Linked DNA regions of Mus musculus: region 2 is linked to region 1. Evidence: chromatin contacts called from public promoter capture Hi-C data. All regions are on one chromosome and are shown on one strand. The core of a region is the stretch at or near the end of the contact, and the rest is flanking DNA. Distances in the headings are between cores, read along the strand shown. Region 1 holds the start of 2310069G16Rik (RIKEN cDNA 2310069G16 gene). Region 2 holds the start of Pkhd1l1 (polycystic kidney and hepatic disease 1-like 1).

Region 1 (5,528 bases), core at 1,931-4,430:
CACCTGAGGAATACCGAATGGCAGAGAAGCACCTGAAAAAATGTTCAACATCCTTAATCATCAGGGAAATGCAAATCAAAACAACCCTGAGATTCCACCTCACACCAGTCAGAATGTCTAAGATCAAAAATTCAGGTGACAGCAGATGCTGGCGAGGATGTGGAGAAAGGGGAACACTCCTCCATTGTTGGTGGGATTGCAGGCTTGTACAACCACTCTGGAAATCCGTCTGGCGGTTCCTCAGAAAATTGGACATAGTACTACCAGAGGATCCAGCAATACCTCTCCTGGGCATATATCCAGAAGATGCCCCAACTGGTAAGAAGGACACATGCCCCACTATGTTCATAGCAGCCTTATTTATATTAGCCAGAAGCTGGAAAGAACCCAGATGCCCCTCAACAGAGGAATGGATACAGAAAATGTGGTACATCTACACAATGGAGTACTACTTAGCTATTAAAAAGAATGAATTTATGAAATTCCTAGCCAAATGGATGGACCTGGAGGGCATCATCCTGAGTGAGGTAACACATTCACAAAGGAACTCACACAATATGTACTCACTGATAAGTGGATATTAGCCCAAAACCTAGGATACCCAAGATATAAGATACAATTTCCTAAACACATGAAACTCAAGAAAAATGGAGACTGAAGTGTGGACACTATGCCCCTCCTTAGAAGTGGGAACAAAACACCCTTGGAAGGAGTTACAGAGACAAAGTTTGGAGCTGAGACGAAAGGATGGACCATGTAGAGACTGCCTTATCCAGGGATCCACCCCGTAATCAGCATCCAAACGCTGACACCATTGCATACACTAGCAAGATCTTATCGAAAGGACCCAGATGTAGCTGTCTCTTGTGAGACTAGGCCAGGGCCTAGCAAACACAGAAGTGGATGCCCACAGTCAGCTAATGGATGGATCACAGGGCTCCCAATGGAGGAGCTAGAGAAAGTACCCAAGAAGCTAAAGGGATCTGCAACCCTATAGGTGGATCAACATTATGAACTAACCAGTACCCGGGAGCTCTTGTCTTTAGCTACATATGTATCAAAAGATGGCCTAGTCGGCCATCACTAGAAAGAGAGGCCCATTGGACACACAAACTTTATATGCCCCAGAACAGGGGAACGCCAGGGCCAAAAAGGGGGAGTGGGCGGGTAGGGGAGTGGGGGTGGGTGGGTATGGGGGACTTTTGGTATAGCATTGGAAATGTAAATGAGCTAAATACCTAATAAAAAATGGAAAGAAAAAAAATAACTATGCACTATGCTGCCAAGGAATGATAAACGAAACTCCTGTTGGGAAGCAATCCATCCTGGTTCTACAGTGTGATCAGTCCAGTGCCCACTCTGCTGAAAAGCATTCTGTCCACAATTTCCCTTCTCATCCTTCCATATTTAATCTTGATGGTCTGGTCTGGAGCTACTCGTGAGCACATGCACACCTTCCCACTCCTTGCCCCTGCCACTTGCATTCAAACTCTTACACCCAATGTACCACACTCAGTGTTTTTAATGCCCAGTGTACCTGTTTCAGTCTTCTATATAAGAATATAGTGATGTTTCCTTCCAAACAGGTAGAATCTATGTTGTAAGGGACAAACTGGTTCATTTGAAACTAATCATCTGAATTTCTATTGTACTTTTCTTCTAGCTCCACAGTGATCTTTGAAGGACTCACATGTAGTTCAAGGGACACAATATCTAACACAGACACTCTGGAAGCCTGGGATGTAGAAAGAGGAAACCAAATCCCAAGGGCACAGTACAAAGAGAACCTAAACCAAGCTAATGAAGAATATACAGGAAAACCAGCAATTTTAACCAAAAGCCACACTGGGAATTTGCACCTATCTATTAAAATTTGAAGGTTAAATTCAAAGGTCGGTACCTGGACAGGGGTGGGGGAGTGGCAAAGTGCATCTATTAATGTCAAGATGTAAAGGGAAAGAGAGATGGAGGCAGGACAGGGCAAGGAAGTGGGAGGGGGTTACTTAAAACTATCTGTGAGCAAAACAATAGGGAAAACGGTGTTATCCAGAGAGTTGGGGAGATGAGATAGAAAAAGAGCAGCCTTTCTTGCAGAATATGTCCTTCAGGGACACAAATACAGAGTACATGTAAAATCAGAAAGAAATTCACTTGCAAGTGTTTAGCCAACTATGCCCTTGCACCCCTTAGCTTATGGGAGGAGGAGCAATCACACTCATTCTGAATAGTTCTAGAGGACTTGGACTTTCTGATGGACTACCTGGAACTGCATTTTTGATGAAAGCAAACATCCTTCTACTGGTTTCTTCAGAATCTTACCTTTCCAGAAGAGCAGGTAGAGAAGTTGATGCTTAGTTTTGTAGTTGTGCTATCAAATTAAAACACGATTTCTCTCCAGCCTCCTGAGGCTTTTCAGCTTCTTCTAAAATCAGCACAAATACTCTCTCCATTTCACAAGCTGTTCAAGAAATTGTTATTGTTATCAATCCTATTATCTTCTAATAGCTAGAAAGTAAATGGCCATGTATGTCTCCAGATCAGAAATCAGAACAGTTAGATAGTACCTTGTTTGGAGGACGGGGGAAAGGTAATTGGTGAACTTGGAAAAAGGGCTTACAGATGCATAAATGCTTTTCCCTAGTTGGGAATGTTGTCTCCTTTTGTGAACCCAAGCAGCCTTTGATGACGGAATTTTTCCAAAGGCAAGATGTTTCAAAGGCCCCCTTAGGTTCGTGCTACGGTTTCCTGGCTTTTAGATCTCCTGCTCAGAGATCAGAATACTCCTGCCTCAGGCCCACAGCCGCCCCCAGGGCTTCCGAGTAGCCCTGCAATACAGACAACCCATCTCCCGCCCTAGATGGGGCTCCCCCAACTGGCGGGAAACGGAGGCACTGCAGTGCGACACCCTGCCGGGAGCTGAATCTGAAGCCGGAGCTTGTGAGCCACACAGGCCCTGGTGACAGCGGCCTGACCTTGGGTTTGTGAGCCCCAGAGCAGGAACCCTAGGGGTAATCGGTCCTCTGGTCGCTAGCGTCTATGCGCCCCCACCTACCCGTACAGAGTCTCCGGCCTCCGGCGACTGTCCCCACGTGTTCCGAAGCCCCAGGTGCCGCCGTGCTGGCTCCAGAAGTCAAGAGGCCGAGGGGACCGGAGCGCGCTGGCAGCTGCCGCACCACGTGTGCTAACCGGGCTGGCGGCGCGGGCGGAGCGGGCCGGGGCTGGTTCCTCCAGCCCCAGCGCAAACCGCTTGCCACGCGCTGTGTCGCCGGCCGGCGGCCCAGTCCAGCACAAGCCTCTAGGGCATTTGGGGACACTGTCTGGACAGCGCAATGGACACGGTCTGCAAAGGAAACGGTAAGATGCACGCTTTGGTGTCAATGTTTGCGGGCACCGCAACCAATGCCTTGGGTTCAGTGAAGTCAGAGTGGACTGCTGACTCCAGAACTTCCCCTTCCATTGAAGAAGGCACCCAGGGGGCTCTGGACAAACTCAAGGAGCTCATGGGAAATTGGGCACAGAGGTGCTCTTCACAGAGGGACACCAAGGCGAAAGTGTCCCTGTCTGATTGGTTATTGAAAGGATATAATTGGAATCTGCAACAATCAGGTTGGCTAGACCAGCATGTTGGCAATCAGTGTTGCATGTCCCTTGCTTAGTGTTGCTCAGAAGCCAGGCTTGGAAATGACGCCTTTAGAAAGCGAAGATGTCTCCAAAAGGCCTCTGGGGGATAGATGGTTCTCAAGTCTGCAGTCTTCATGTTTGTGTTTCCTAGGCGATTTTTCATAAAGATTATCCGAGGTGAAAAGATTAATCTGGATTTCATTGCTATGTTATTGAAGAGGTTGAACATCTCATAATGGGTGGTGTTAACAGCTTACTCTAGGGAGTGAGCTGTAGAACCAACCAAACGAAGGAATATGGAAACTTAAATTGGTGTGAGGGGAGACACCTACGCCTTCAAATGAAGAAGGCACTTGGGGGAACACTTTTTTTTTTCCTGGTGTTTTTATCTTCTCCAGTGCAGTGGAACCAAGTGAGAGACTTTACTGCTGATTCTCAGGGTCCTTTCTAGGTGTCTTGCTTCATGATCACAGAGCATGGCAATTCAACTCCTGAATGTCTTTTTCTAGAAAAGAGCCAAACTTGAACCCATCGCAGTTCAGAATCTGCATTTTAGTCTCTGCTGTAGCAATGCCAGCTCGGTGTTTCATGAGGTGCATCTGGGAGATGGTGTCTTTTCTATCCCCAAAGGAAACCCTTGGAGCAAAAGAAACCAAGCAGGCCTTCTGTGCCAAAATTTCTCCATGTAGCATTGAGGGAATAGTACATTTGTTACTTTGAAAGCAGCATATTTCAGTTGCACTGTTTAAATGAAAATCCATGCAAAGCACACTGTTCAATCTATTTTAAGTTATATTTCATTAATTTAATGTGGGCTTTATAGTTACAATCCTTAAGGCAATATCTTAATAAAACTAAACAACCAGATATATTAAGTGTGCCACTCTGAAAACTATTGGATTTCAATTTCATTTTATTTATTTGTTTGTTTGTTCATTTGTTTATTTATTTATTGTGTGCACATGCATATGTCCTTGAGTCCATTTGTCTCCTGGAGCCTGTGTAGAGTTCCTAAGACAACTTTTAGAAGTTGATCCTCTCCTACTACCTCGGGTTTGGGGGTGAAGCTCTGGTTAGTGAATTTGGAGGCAAGCAACTTTACCCACAGATACATATCACAATCTCCAGACTTTCATTTTATAGATGAGCAACTGAGACTGGCCAAAAAAGTCAACAGGGGTGTGAATAATTAGCCCGTGGCAAATTTGAAACCAGCATACTCTAAAATCCAGACATGGAAGTTTCTGTATATTTGTATAAGTTAGTGATTTACAAAGTAGAAGTGATTTGCTGAGCTTAGCCACAATGTTAGAGAAACGTGGTAAGGTGTGAAGGTAAACTCCGAGATGATGGCGTGCTTGTGCATCTTGATTGTGATGGTTTCACAAACAAAACGACAAAATGTCAGATCTCTAGACATATAGCACAATGTCAATTTCCTGATGGTGTTGTGCTATAGCTCTATAAAATATAGTTGCTGGCAAAACAAAAACAAAAACAAAAACTGGATGAAGGGTACATGGGATCTCTCTCTTCCTTTTCTACTTCCTATGAAATTATAATTATTTCACAATAAAAGTGTTTCTTTAAAGTCATTTTACAAGTACACCAAATTCCAAATATTATCTATTTTTTTATAAATCCAAGCATCCACAAAACATTTTATATACATATGTGTGTGTTATAAGGCGTTTACTACATACTTAAAATATTTGTTCTATAAACTAATATTTGCATACTTCTTTACTGGTGTTTTAAAAGACTAACTTTTGTATGTAAGCTGTTGTATTATAGAATATACATTCTTAGGTATTAATACTCATGCAGGATACCAGCATAGAGTAATTCAACAGTATCTTAGCAATTTACTTAGTGGTTTGGGGTATTTTTCCTTAACCTTGGGGGAA
Region 2 (6,313 bases), core at 721-3,220, 330 kb after region 1:
CTGTCACTTTGGGAATTGTCTCAGAGCTACCTGAAAAACACATAAGGATGACAGTGATATAATCAAGATCTTCATTCCAAGCATCACATTTCCCATTCAAGTTGTAAGATGCGAATGAACCCTGACTAATGCCCAAACGGGGAATTAAGTACTTAACCAACACTCACTAGCTTTGTGTGAAGAACTTTCTGGGATTTACAAAGAATAAGGATCACAAAATGGTCTTCACCACTCGTATCTACCATATTATAGCACACCAGTAAACCCTTAGCTTTCTGTCCTGCTCCTCTAGCTACAGATCCATAACTGTACCAGCAGCTTACACAGCACTGGCAATACCTGCATGGAGATTAGTATTTAGCACTAGCATGTAAGTGCAGTGCTAGGAGATACAAAGACAAATACTGTATTATAAGCAGAAAGCTCTTCCTAACCCCTTTAGGAGTGGTCCATAGTTCCTGACAGCTTTCCAGTATCCTAACGATGCAGAGTGAATAGTGAAAGGACCACTTAGCCACTCTTTAAACTGGGTTAGCTTCCTGCAGACAGAGAACGGTTACATTTGTACTACCCTCCCTAAAGACTAACTTAGTCCAAAATGGCAGAAAGAGCACAGGGTCTTGGGTGGCCTGTAAAGAAACACTTCCCTCATATTTCTGGGACCACTCTGGTTTCTAGAATGGAATTCCTCCACTGCATCTTGAAGGGCAAATATGGATGAGTTAGCCTTGGTCTACCATTCAGAAATAGAAGGGAGGCTCTAATAGAAGTTACTAGACCAGCGAGGCAAAGCCAGCAGCTTCTTTGGAGAATTGTACATAATTCTTGAACATGGCTAGGAAATACGATGCACAGTGGCTAGAGGTGTTTTATTTTCTGCCTAGAGTGTATAGAGGCAATTGTAATAGACGCAAAAACAATTTATTAGAGTAAGTACAAAACATTAAGGCACAAAGAACAGCCCCAAAGATTATTGTTTGAAACGGATCTCTGAGAAAAGGTGAAGGAACTTCTGACTGGGTAGTTCATTGCTGTCTGAAAACGTGTAGCATGGTCTGTGGCAGCCACAGCTCCTCAGCAGAACGGAGGCTTCCGCGCCCGGACCCAACGCCTGCGAGCTTCAGGTTAGCATTGATCTTGAGTTTACAGTGTGTTGCAGTATGTGCCTACTTGCAGTCCCTGCCCCCGAGAGCCAAGAGAGGATCTATCTGCAGGGAGCTGGATCCCATCTCCAGACATTGCAGCCTCTCCTATCTCAAGTTCATCCTCTCCTTATCTCAGCACACAACTCCAATTTCTTATCACGTTCTCCCCAGCCCTCTCCTGGGGTTTGCTTTGAAGACACTGGGCAGCTTACCCTGGAAGTGACAGACACCCGCCACAACACAACCTGACCTCCTGGGAAGAGCTTTCCCTTCTGCTGAGAAAGAGACACAAGGAGAGCAAGAAGAACGGGGTGGGGGTGGGGGGTAGGGGGGGTGTTCAGGTGGTAAAATTATGCCGCTCTGGAGGGGGGTGAGAAACTTCCTCAGTTCAACCCCAGCATTGATCAACAATTATGAGGGAGGTTTCTCGAGCTAGCCCTACTTGTACTGGTGTCTTTCTCTGGGTTCCAACCTCTGTTTCAGACTTTCTCGGTACTGTCTCTGTATGAGTCAGAAGGCTGTTGCCGACCTTCCAGGACCCTAGGTTCCCAGAAGGGCGTCTGCCCAGGGCAGATGGCAGGTGGTCTCCCCTCCCTGTGACCAGTAGAGCAGGGTCTCAGGATTGGCTCCCGACCTTCCCCCACTGCGTTACCTTTGTGGGAATCTGCTGCACACCAAAGCAGCCCAAAGAGAAACCAGGTCCCTGAGAGCCACAGGTGTCCCATCGCAGAGCTGGTGCTGCGGAGTCTGCAGCAGCCGCTTGATTGCAGAAGTCGCCCGAGCTGAAGCTTGCTTGGCTCTGGGAGCTGCTCCAGCGTGGGGACTCACCCCAGAAGCCAGGGCGAACCTGGCTGCCAGAGACCTGCCCCGCCCCCAGCTCGTCCGCGGTGTGTCTGGGATTTCACAGATACAGACATACACCACACACACACACACACACACACACACACACACACACACACACACACACAGAGAGAGAGAGAGAGAGAGAGAGAGAGAGAGAGAGAGAGAGAGAGAGAGAGAGATCTCCCACCTTTATTTTCCTTCTTTTAAATTCTAGAACTATATATTTTTATTTGCCGGTCTACCGTTCTCATTAATTGCCTTAGATTAATTATAAGACCACCTAATACATGAACCCCATTCACTTTCCTTCACACAGGATCGTTCTATCCCTTCAGTTGACAAAGATAAAAATAAAACTTTATCTGATAGCTGGAAGTTTCCCAAACACCATGTCCGTGGCAAAGCAGACATAAATGACAGCCACTGATGCTTTCCTTGCTAGCACTAGTCCAGCTGTCCCAGTAGACTGAAGCACAGTGACATTCAGGGAGTGAGAGCTTAGCAGTGTGTCTGAAGCTAGTATTCTTACTCTTGTCAGAGCCTTAGGTGGTACATCTCTGGAGAGAGCTTGCTGGGGGAACAGGGTACGGTCATGGTGTCCATAAGGGTGCCAGGTAGCAGAAGAATGAGAAACAGCGGTTCCCAATTGTGGACTGTGAGGTTCTCATGCCTACTGAATGTTCCCCAAGGTGATTCCTTAGTCTTTGACTGTCCCCCTCCTCCTTCTACTCCACACACCCTAATTGTCAAGGTACTTTGTTCTTACAGGATGCATAGGAGAGCTGAATAACAATCAAGTACTAACATCAGGGTGGAAGTGTTTAGCTAGGTGTCCTTCGGGGGCTTGTGGGAAGCGGGGATGCTCATGCAGGCTGAAGCATTTAGGGCCCCACCGTCATGATTAACAATTAACCTCACATGTTTGACCAAAGAAAAGGTGTGAAATCAAATGTGAAAGATCATTAAATAAAACCTAGAATTTTAAATAATTTCAGAATGCATGCATCCATATACCCATATGCTTTTCATTTTTCTGTAATTTTAAAAATTTTCCCAGAACATTTAGAATTCTTTGTTCATCCTTTCACCTTTCTCTCTTGTAGGAAGAAATACTTTTCTTCCATGACATGCCATCCTCCTCTTGTGCACTCTCGGCAACTCTTGCCGTTATCATTTCACCAACATCCCTTTTACCTCATTACCTCATTCCAACGAGCCTCCTCTCCTCTTGCCCACTTTTCCTAGAAATAAACACAGTGTTCATTATGTAAATAATAAGAACAATGTGTGTGAATACACACACACATGTGTATGTGTGTGTGTGTGTGTGTGTGTGTGTGTGTGTGTGTATGTGTGTGTGTGTGTGACAGAGAGAGAGAATGCATATAATGTATATGTGTTTGAGATTGGGTGTCTTACTAGACAGCCCAGGCTAGCCTCAAACTGTAGGTCCTCCTATCTCAGCCTATGCCAGCAAACCCAGTTAGACCTTTATCTTTTTGTAAAACTATGGCAAAATCCCAAATTTATTCAGGGCACTGCTGAAAGCATTCATCTGCTCCAAGGAGGAATCCATGTTCCAAGGTCTGCCCCAATTGCTTGAAGGATGGGGGGAAGGGTACCTGTGCCAAAGTGAGTGAGTGGCAATCAGAGGGCAAATTGCAGTGGTCACTTCTGTCTTTCTACATGGTGAGAGAGACCGGGGGAACAAACTCAGAGCATTAGACTTGGCAACAAGTGCATTTACTCTCTGAGCCATCTCTCTGATTCTCTTGTATCCTTTTATGTTTCTACTTAACCAAGAGTAATTACCTGGTCCATTACAGTTGTTCTTTCCACTGAACCTCACCTCCATTAACACTAAGCCTATTTAACAAGATTAAATTTGTTTGTACAACAATGTATGTATGTGCATGTACATGCATGTTTGGATGTATATTGTTACATATATACATGTTGCACATGAATACTTGATATTCAACACTACTGATTCATTTTATGTTTAATATATGACTATATATAATAATTGGTATCCCAAATAAAAGGCTTGTTAAAAGTAGGCAAATATTTCTACTATCTTTTTTCTAAAACTAAATTAACAAATAGGTCATTTAGATTATTTGCCTAATTGGCTTTAAGAAAGTTAATTTTTAAAAGCAAATTAGCTGATTTTCTTACAATGCTTGCTTTCTTAAAGAGCCATCCTTTACTTTGCATATATGAATTTTTAATAAGCTTTGTTGAATTAATGAGCATCTTTAACTGATTTTCCCTCCTTAAAGGGTACTTATTTATATGATAAATAAACTCCTTGAGATAAGATCACACTAGTGAGAGTTTTAATCATGAATTACTAAAATAATTTGAGGGGTAATGTGGCAATAAGTAATTATAACTCGATGAAATGTATGTCTTTTGGGGCCCAAAAAATTGGCTATGTGATCTATGACTGAAATTACATCTTTCAAATACTTAAAATTTCATTTTTAAAATCTTCATGCCTTCGTACTAGAACAAAAACAGCCATATAGATTATTGAGAAACAGTAGAAATCCTGACATAAACCATTGTAATTATAACCACTTAATCTTTTACAAAGAGACAAAAAATGCACACCTGAGAAAAGATAACCTTCTTCAGCAAATGGTACTGGAAAAACTGGTTATCTATATATAAAAGGAGGAAAATAGAGCCCTTGCTCACATTGTTCACCAAAATAAATGCCAACTGACCAAAGACCTCGACATCAAAGCTGAAACTTTGAGAGAACTAGAAGAAAAAATAGGGAATACACTACCAGATGTAAGTTATATAGTTTTCTAGGGAGATAGGCTTTAATGGTCTCATAATTGACAATGTGAACTGTACAAATTACAGTTCCAACCAGCCAGGCAAGGTATGCCTGCTAGTTCAATAGTAGCAAACCTCTTATGGGATAACCAACTCCTCTTGAACTAGACTTAAGGCCTGCTCCATGGAAGGGGATATAAATCTGACACTGTAAATCCAGCCAAAAGCTCATGTCAATGTGATCAGAGGCCCTACAAGACAACTAACTCCTATTGTGTAGCTAAATTGACATGGCACAGAACTGCAGATTATATGTTTATGCTTATATACTGAGACAAATGCTAATCTCAGCCTTACTCAGAGATGTTTCTCTTTGCTGTGAATGGTAGTAAGTGCAGACTGCTGGCTGCTCAAAAAGCTTAGAATAATGAAGTGGAAATTTCTGGTTTCTTGTGTTCTGGTGGCTTTTTGTGGCTGATTGGCAGAGCCTTAAGGTTGGTTTCTTCTGGATCTCCCTGCCATTGCTGATTTGTGAATGTTGTTTGTGAGTCCTGCCATTGGTGATTCATGTATGGTGTTTTCGAGTCCCGCCATTGCTAATTTGTGAATGATATTTTCAAGTAGATCGAGATACCACCGCTGATTCATGCGAACTGAACTAATAGCCTGACAATGCAGATTGGATTTGCTCCAGAGAACTATTTCTAAACAGGTCCACATCCTCCTTTGTTCTACTAACCTTTGTTTTTCACTACCTCTGGTGGGTGATGAGATAGAAGAGACGTTAAAGCATTTAAGAACCTTTATTAAAAATAGGTTTTGGAAAATCTAAGCCTATAGGTAAAATATCACCTGAATGCTTAGCCCTAAATAAGGAATTTTATCACCACCACACAAGATTCAGGGAATACTAAGAAGCAAAAGCAGAAAGAATTTTGTCAAAGACCAGCTTTGACATCACCTTGTAAACTAAGGTGGAGTGTAGAGTTGGCCTCAGCATACTTTTCCCTAAGGGAACAAAGCTTGACTCATTAGGGCCAGTGAAATTCTTCCTGAGGGGATGACAAAAAACTGTTTGGGGGCTAAAGTAAAATTCCTTGGGGGTCAGCAAGAACCTTTTTGAGGTCAGCAAAAGAGGGGGAAAGGGTCATACCCTCAGGGTGTACATCTAGTCATTAACAATTTTTTATTAAATTATATCAGAGAGCTGAGGGCAATACAAATAGGTACAAGAAATTAATCATCATTTTGAATATCAGTCCAGCTTCATCAAAAGAGTCACCTTGGCCAGTGCTGTTGGGGCTGCCATGGTTCTTTTTTTTTTTTACCTTAAAAAATCCCAGGCTTAACTATGAAGGGTGTGTCTTTCTGAGCTTCAAATTGTTCCATAAGATTTTCTACATCAGAGTTCTACAAAAACACCTTACCCTACCTTTACTAACAATCTGCATCTCTAAATTCTTTATAAGGGTGGTGGTCGTTGCTAACAATCTCTAAGTCCTTTCGGAGGGTAGTGGCTGAAGGTAGCAGCA

Evidence for each region. Promoter capture Hi-C pulls out the DNA fragments that hold promoters and counts their contacts.
Region 2: a contact with region 1 is called in a promoter capture Hi-C map of the HPC-7 cell line. The contact joins the promoter of Pkhd1l1 here to the promoter of 2310069G16Rik in region 1. A contact is called at or near these places in 22 of 39 promoter capture datasets (the 3T3-L1 cell line, 3T3-L1-derived adipocytes, the C10 cell line and 14 more) and 2 of 9 other capture datasets (adipose tissue and pancreatic islet).

Annotation. Positions count from the first base shown.
Region 1 is chr15:44,785,415-44,790,942 of GRCm38.p6, reverse strand. It overlaps 2310069G16Rik (RIKEN cDNA 2310069G16 gene), which reads right to left and starts at 3,180. Exons shown (of 3, transcript NR_040309.1): 1 at 3,053-3,180; 2 at 2,320-2,458. It also overlaps a transcript of Sybu not described here.
Region 2 is chr15:44,453,110-44,459,422 of GRCm38.p6, reverse strand. Pkhd1l1 (polycystic kidney and hepatic disease 1-like 1) reads right to left here and starts at 1,970. Exons shown (of 78, transcript NM_138674.3): 1 at 1,798-1,970; 2 at 1-30. The coding sequence starts at 1,870.